2 separate regions of the Mus musculus genome follow, and region 2 is linked to region 1. The links are chromatin contacts, called in public HiChIP or PLAC-seq maps. All regions are on one chromosome and are shown on one strand. Each heading gives the region's core, a stretch centred on a gene start, on an enhancer-like site or on the middle of the called end of the contact. The rest is flanking DNA. Distances are from core to core; before and after follow the strand shown.

Region 1 (2,955 bases), core at 159-2,658:
AAATAGAACACTTGGCTTTTTTTTTTTTAAAGAACCTACTGTGTGCCAAGTGTTTGATATTAACTGTCTTGGTTTACCAACTTCATATGGGTGACAAGCCCTGTTTTACAGAGAGAAATCTCAGACTGAAGGACTCTTTTTTGTTGTTTTTGTTTTTTCAAGACAAAAGTTTCTCTGTATAACCCTGGCTGTCCTAGAACTCGCTCTGTAGACCAGGGTGGCCTTGAACTGAGATCTGCCTGCCTCTGCCTCCTAAGTGATGGGATTAAAGGCATGTGCCACCACCTCTGGGCAAAGCTAAGAGATCTTAAGCAACTTGGCCTAGTAAGTATGAAAACAGGCTTCAAGGAGTGGGACAACACTCTCAGACAACAGATGCTCACAGTCACCTATAACTTTAGCTCCAGGGAGACCCAACACCTCTGGCCTCTACTCACACATATACATAATAAATAACAGACACAAATTATGAGAAAAAATAGGCTACAAGTCAAATAACCCCTCCACATTCGCCCTCCAACAAGGAGGGCGCTCTTTTGAAGGGTGGCTGCGGCAGCAGGTAGTGGTCTCAGGCTGGCTAGGCTGAGCAGAGCGAGGCCTTCTTGGTGGTATATCCTGTGCCTACGGACAGGGTCTTCTCACCATGGGCCTTGACTGTGCTTCTTCTGGTTGTTTTGCTTCTTACTTCCCCCTCCCCGGCTCTGCAGGATGTGGCTGTGACCGCAATGAAGGAGCAACCTCACCCTCTCCCTCAAATGAAAATAGGAGTCCTCTCAGAGGGAGGACAGCCAGGGGGCTCTCTCCGGCAGCCGAATCACTCCAATGGGAACCTGCCATCTTGATTTGTTTCTGCCTTGCCCTGTGGATCTTTCACACTGGAGATGATTTTTCTATAGGGGCCCGCTTTCCTTCCCTACCTGCCCTCCTCTTACCCAGCTCTCTATTGCTCCCTTTGCCATCTCCAACTAGGTCCCCAGTCCTCCCAGGGTAGCTATGTCACTCGCTCTTTTTGTCCCAGCCTCTACGTGACCCTCATGAATCTCTAGCCTAGCAAAGGTTTCTTTCACTTTGCGTCACTGTACTTCCATGTCCGAAGATACTGTAGATCTCTAAATCTCTAGTCGTTACCCCATGTGCATCTCTGTCCCTCAGCTCTAGACTCAGCCACCATCCCAAGCCAGGTCTCACTCTCAGACAGCCTTGCCCCATCCACTAAATACACTAAAATGGTTCTGGGGAGAGAGGGGGAGACCCAAGAATTCTACAAGCGAGAGTTTCACAAGACAGAAAGAAAGGTGAAGGTGAAAGGGTCAGGATATCCTGTCAGTGTCACCCCGAAACCCACCCTCTGTCATTGCCAGACTCTCACCTGCCGTGTGCTGGGTGCCAGTCTGGCCTTGGATGTTTCTGAGAGCTCACAGAATGGAGAAGCTCCTAAGAGGCCCTTTGGTCTAGCCCCACCCCAGGCCCCGCCTATCTACTCTCCACCTCCGGTTCATCATCACTGTCACCAAGAAGTCCAGTGTCCCAAGAGCCACCTAGAAATAAGACAAAGGTCAAAAGGAATGGAATTCTGTAGGAAGCACCAACTCTGAAGTGGCAAGGACGGATTTACACACCTCCACCTAATAAAAGGTCTGCTTCTTTCTTGCTGCCTAATATTTTTGTGGTACTGAAAACCGTGCAGAGTCCAGATTTTAATGTGAGAGACAGTGAGGGAAGTACTGAAAGATCATCGAGTGGTGTAGTAGAACAGCATTATACAAGCATCTTCAGGCCCTAGAAGGTAAGATTGGCACAGACTGCCCCAGCCAGAGCAGGCAGGAGGTAGGTGCCAAGGTTAGGGCTGCTGAGCCATGCGTGACCAGCAGGTGTCAGCATCGAGCCAAAACGCTGGAGTACAGAGCTTAATAGCTTTAAAGGGCCTGATAAATGAGGGTAGACTCCAATGAGGCAAAACTACACCTTTAATCCCAGCATTCTGGAGGCAGAGACAATCCAATCTTTGAGTTCAAGGCCAGCCTGGTCTACAGAGTGAGCTCCAGGCCAGCCAGGGCTGCATAGTAAAATTCTTGTCTTGGAAAAACCACCCACAACTCCAGCTCCAGGAATTCCAGTGTTCTCTTCTGGCCTCCAGAGTCACCTGAATAAATCAGTACATGAACATACACTTGGGCACACACAGACACACAAATCTTTAAAGGAGTGAATTATATAGCTTTCTTCAGCACAGATTGAGAACCCAAAAAAAGGCCTTAGGATTCAGGGATTTAAAAACTGATTTGGGGGCTTCCAGAGACTGGAGTCAGCGACTCCATGGCTCAGTGACTCACTGATCTTCCAGATGTTCTGACTTTTATTCCCAGCACCTATATCTGGTGGTTCATAACCACTAGTTAGTTCCAGTGGATCTAATACCTTCTGGTCTCCTTGGATACCTACACACATGTAGAATACACATACATACAAACAATAAAAGTCTTTAAAAACATATTTAGTGTGTGCATGTGTGTAGACCAGAGAACAATTTATTTATTTATTTATTTCTCTCTCTCTTTCTTTCTTTCTTTCTTTCGGTTTTTTGAGACAGGGTTTCTCTGTATAGCCCTGACTGTCCTACTGTCCTGGAACTCACTCTGTAGACTAGGCTGGCCTCAAACTCAGAAATCTGCCTGCCTCTGCCTCCCAAGGGCTGGGATTAAAGGTGTGTGCCACCACGCCGGGCTTCAGAGAACAATTTCTGATGTCATCTTCAGGAACCTGGTCTGGTTCACTTTCTTTGAGGCATAGTTTCACTGGCCTGTCTCAGAGTTTCTATTGCCATGATGAACCACCATTCTTGGGGAGGAAAGGGTTTATTTTGCTTACACTTCCGTATTATAATCCATCATTGAAGGAAGTCAGGGCAGGAATTGGTGCAAAGGTCATAGAAGACAATGTTTATCACATTACTTT
Region 2 (3,064 bases), core at 511-3,010, 930 kb after region 1:
ATGTACAAATACATTTTCTGAGTTTCTTTCATTTTAAGTTTTCAGTTATTGTGGAAAGTACATAGCAACATTCAAGTTCACCATGCCTGAGCGTATGAATGCTATTGGGAAACCAGATTTTTTAATTCCCTGATGACACAAGCCCAGTTCTCTGCTTTGGAGAACACTCACATTTATAGAGTGAAAGGAAGGTCGAGCTGGGAACGGGGAACGGGTGGGTGGGGGGTAGAGGGGTGGGCGGGGAGTGGGGGGGAAAACAGTACATTCTACTGTTAATGTCTGTATGTGCTTTAGGAGTGATTTATCTCAGTGGGCCTCTGCTACTGTTTATTATTTGTCTTAAAGTTTGGGATGTGTGTGTGCGTGTGTTGAGGGCTACACTATGCATTGTAATGCTAAATTCTGTACTCCAATGCGGGGCATAGGTGTAGGGGAAAGAGGGGGTAGTAAGAGAGCCCGTGTCTGACCAGAGTTCCTGTGCTCTGGGCAGGCAGACACGGGAGCACTGCTGGATGCTTTCCACACAGCCCGGGTGGGCATCTGGCTGTGTGAAGCCACTGACCCCACACGGCGGAGGGTGGACAAGGGGCAGGCCCCGTACCAGGTTCTCAGTCTCCGGCATCCCATGCTGGATATGGCAGAGAAGCTGAGAACAGAATAGGGGCCCCGGGGCAACACTCTCCGCCCCAGAGATACGGGAAGAGGGCAGAGGGAGAGAGGTTCCCATGCAGGTGAGAGTCCTTACTCTGGTTCGTGGCTGGAACATAGGAAGGCCTTCTGACGGGAGGTTAGAAGTGGCTCCTTAGAAGAAAGCCTATCCCATCGTCCAAGCATGGCGGGCCTTGATGAACAGAGACAGTCTATGGTTTTAGACCTTTATTGTAGAAAGACAGGGGGAAAGAGAGAAGGTAAAAGAAAGATAGACTGGCCATGGCCATGTGGAGAGAGGGAGAAAGGGAAAGAGAGAAAAGAGCTAGAGAATAAGAAAGGTGAAAGCTTAGAGAGAGGTAAAAGCTTAGAGAGTAAGAGGGAGAGAGCTAGGTGGGGCCAAGCAGCCCCTCTTATAGTGGGTTTGTTATCTTGCTGTTGCTAAGTAACTGGGAGGAGTCTAGCCTGAAGGTCAGAAGCTTAGAACATAGCCTACATGGTCAGAAGCTTGGAACAAGCCATAGCTTGGACCGTTAGCCACATGCTTCTCCTGTGGTGCCGCGGACTGGCCTCAGTCGGACCCCCTCAATCTGTAGGAGAAATCAGGGTTCTGGACAGGTGGGCGAGAAAAGGGTGACAAACAGACAGGGACATAAGGGAGTGTGATATCTGAATGTAATGTCTCAAAGCAAGCATCAGACTTTTAATACAGGAGAAAAACAAGAAAGCTAGGCAAATACATCCGCCTACAAGGTACATCGACACAAAACAAAGAAAATGCATACATACGGGGAGTGGTGGCGTACACCTTTAATCCCGGAATTTGGGAGGCAGAGACAGCCGAATTTCTGAGTTCAAGGCCAGCCTGGTCTACAGAGTGAGTTCCAGGACAGTCAGAGGAACACAGAGAAATTCTGTCTTGAAAAATTAAAAAAAAAAAAAAAAAATCATGCATAAGAAGCTAGGGGGAGCCAGGCAGTGTTTACAACTGAGATAGGAACAGTCATTATTTAAGATCAGCTAAACAAAGGAGTGAGGTGAATGGTCTGATGCATTGCTAGTCTATTGTTAAACCCACCACCAGAGGTCCCTTAGTAAATACCTGATTATGCTATTCCTCTGGGCCTAGTGAAATACATGCACCAGGGGAATTCCGTTTTACTAACCCTTTCATGAATCATACTACAGTTCCTCCTAAAACCACAACCCACCTTCTTCCTAGGCCATTGTAAATTCCTGTGTATGAGAGTGACTCAGCTATTGTTCTAAGTATTTACTTTGTAGACTAGCCCTGAGATTAATAGCTCTATTCAAGTAAATTGTAATGCCTGATTACTTTCACTGTCTCTACTAGAGGTAATTGTGAATGTTACTGAATAGGTAACATTCTTACTGAATTCCAAGCTCAGGGTCAGCTCAAGGACTGCCTAGGACATTGGAACACTGGTGGAGGCTAATCTAACTTAGCTATATATCAAAATCAATCCTTAAAGGCACTTGCAATACAACAATACTGACACAGGTCATACACCTGACTAACTCAGGGACAGAATTGAAGCATTTGCTTTACAGGATGCCATGGTTCCAGGAGACTAAATTTCCGTGAACTTTTCACCTTGAGACTGCGTCCAAGCTTTTGGGCTTGTCACACGAGTCACTACTGGAGTAGATGTGGCACTGTGGAGGCTTTTGGTGGCAGTAACTTTGACAGGAGCCAGGGGTTCAGGAGACATGAGGGAACACCTTTTGTCCCAAGTAGGTGGGATTACCACCCATTGGGCTCTACCAGAGTTCAAGACCTCAGCTCGACTGGAGACCAGGCCATCTGTGCATAGCCCATTGCCCCACACTCCAAGATCCAGGCCTACAAGCCAATTCTCATAGTTACTAGCTTTTGTTATGCACACCTTGTTCCTTAATTTAAAACTATTGATTAAATAAAAATGGCAACAGCCAAGAGTTGGAGGGATTAAAGGTTAGGGAGAGAGAGCAGAGGAGAAGAGAGGAAAATGGAGAGGGGTGAAGACCATGGGGAGGGTGACTCATGAAAACATGGCCATAAGGGCCAGCCAATGGGAATTAAGAGCTGCCCAGATGGGACATGGCAAGTTATAGCTTGGGGTTATTGATGGAGAAGTAGATTCTAATAGCTTAGACAGTAGATATCCACCCAGATCTAGTGCATTAAATGCTTACTGTAAATATAAAAATTATGTGTCTTTTATCTGGGAACAGAATGCTCAAAGGCAGGGTAGAAACCCCCAGTTGAGATGAAATATTAACAACATCATGTGTCCCCCTGTGGATGACAGAAGCCAGAAGGCTGGAGTTACGAAGGATTTTGAGCTGCCCCCGGTGGTGCTGGAAATCAAATGCCTGTCTTCTGAAGAGCAGCTAGTGCTCTTAACCACTGAGC

The links. HiChIP or PLAC-seq counts read pairs in DNA pulled down with a chosen protein or histone mark.
Region 2: a contact with region 1 is called in an H3K4me3 HiChIP or PLAC-seq map of bone marrow-derived macrophages, with 6 times the contacts expected there. The contact joins the enhancer-like site here to the promoter of Tnfaip8l2 in region 1. A contact is called at or near these places in 3 of 39 promoter capture datasets (cranial neural crest, liver and pre-B cells) and 1 of 115 datasets of contacts at active chromatin or transcription factors (bone marrow-derived macrophages).

What each region holds. Positions count from the first base shown.
Region 1 is chr3:95,140,946-95,143,900 of GRCm38.p6, forward strand. It overlaps Tnfaip8l2 (tumor necrosis factor, alpha-induced protein 8-like 2), which reads right to left and starts at 1,409. Exons shown (of 2, transcript NM_027206.3): 1 at 1,370-1,409.
Region 2 is chr3:96,068,046-96,071,109 of GRCm38.p6, forward strand. No RefSeq gene overlaps it. Among named protein-coding and RNA genes, the nearest start is that of Vps45, 11 kb to the left of the region's middle. Within about 2 kb of position 1,761, at least 42 of the 459 cell types and tissues checked have an H3K27ac peak or open chromatin away from gene starts, as enhancers often do. A contact at or near this core is called in bone marrow-derived macrophages, where this site is marked.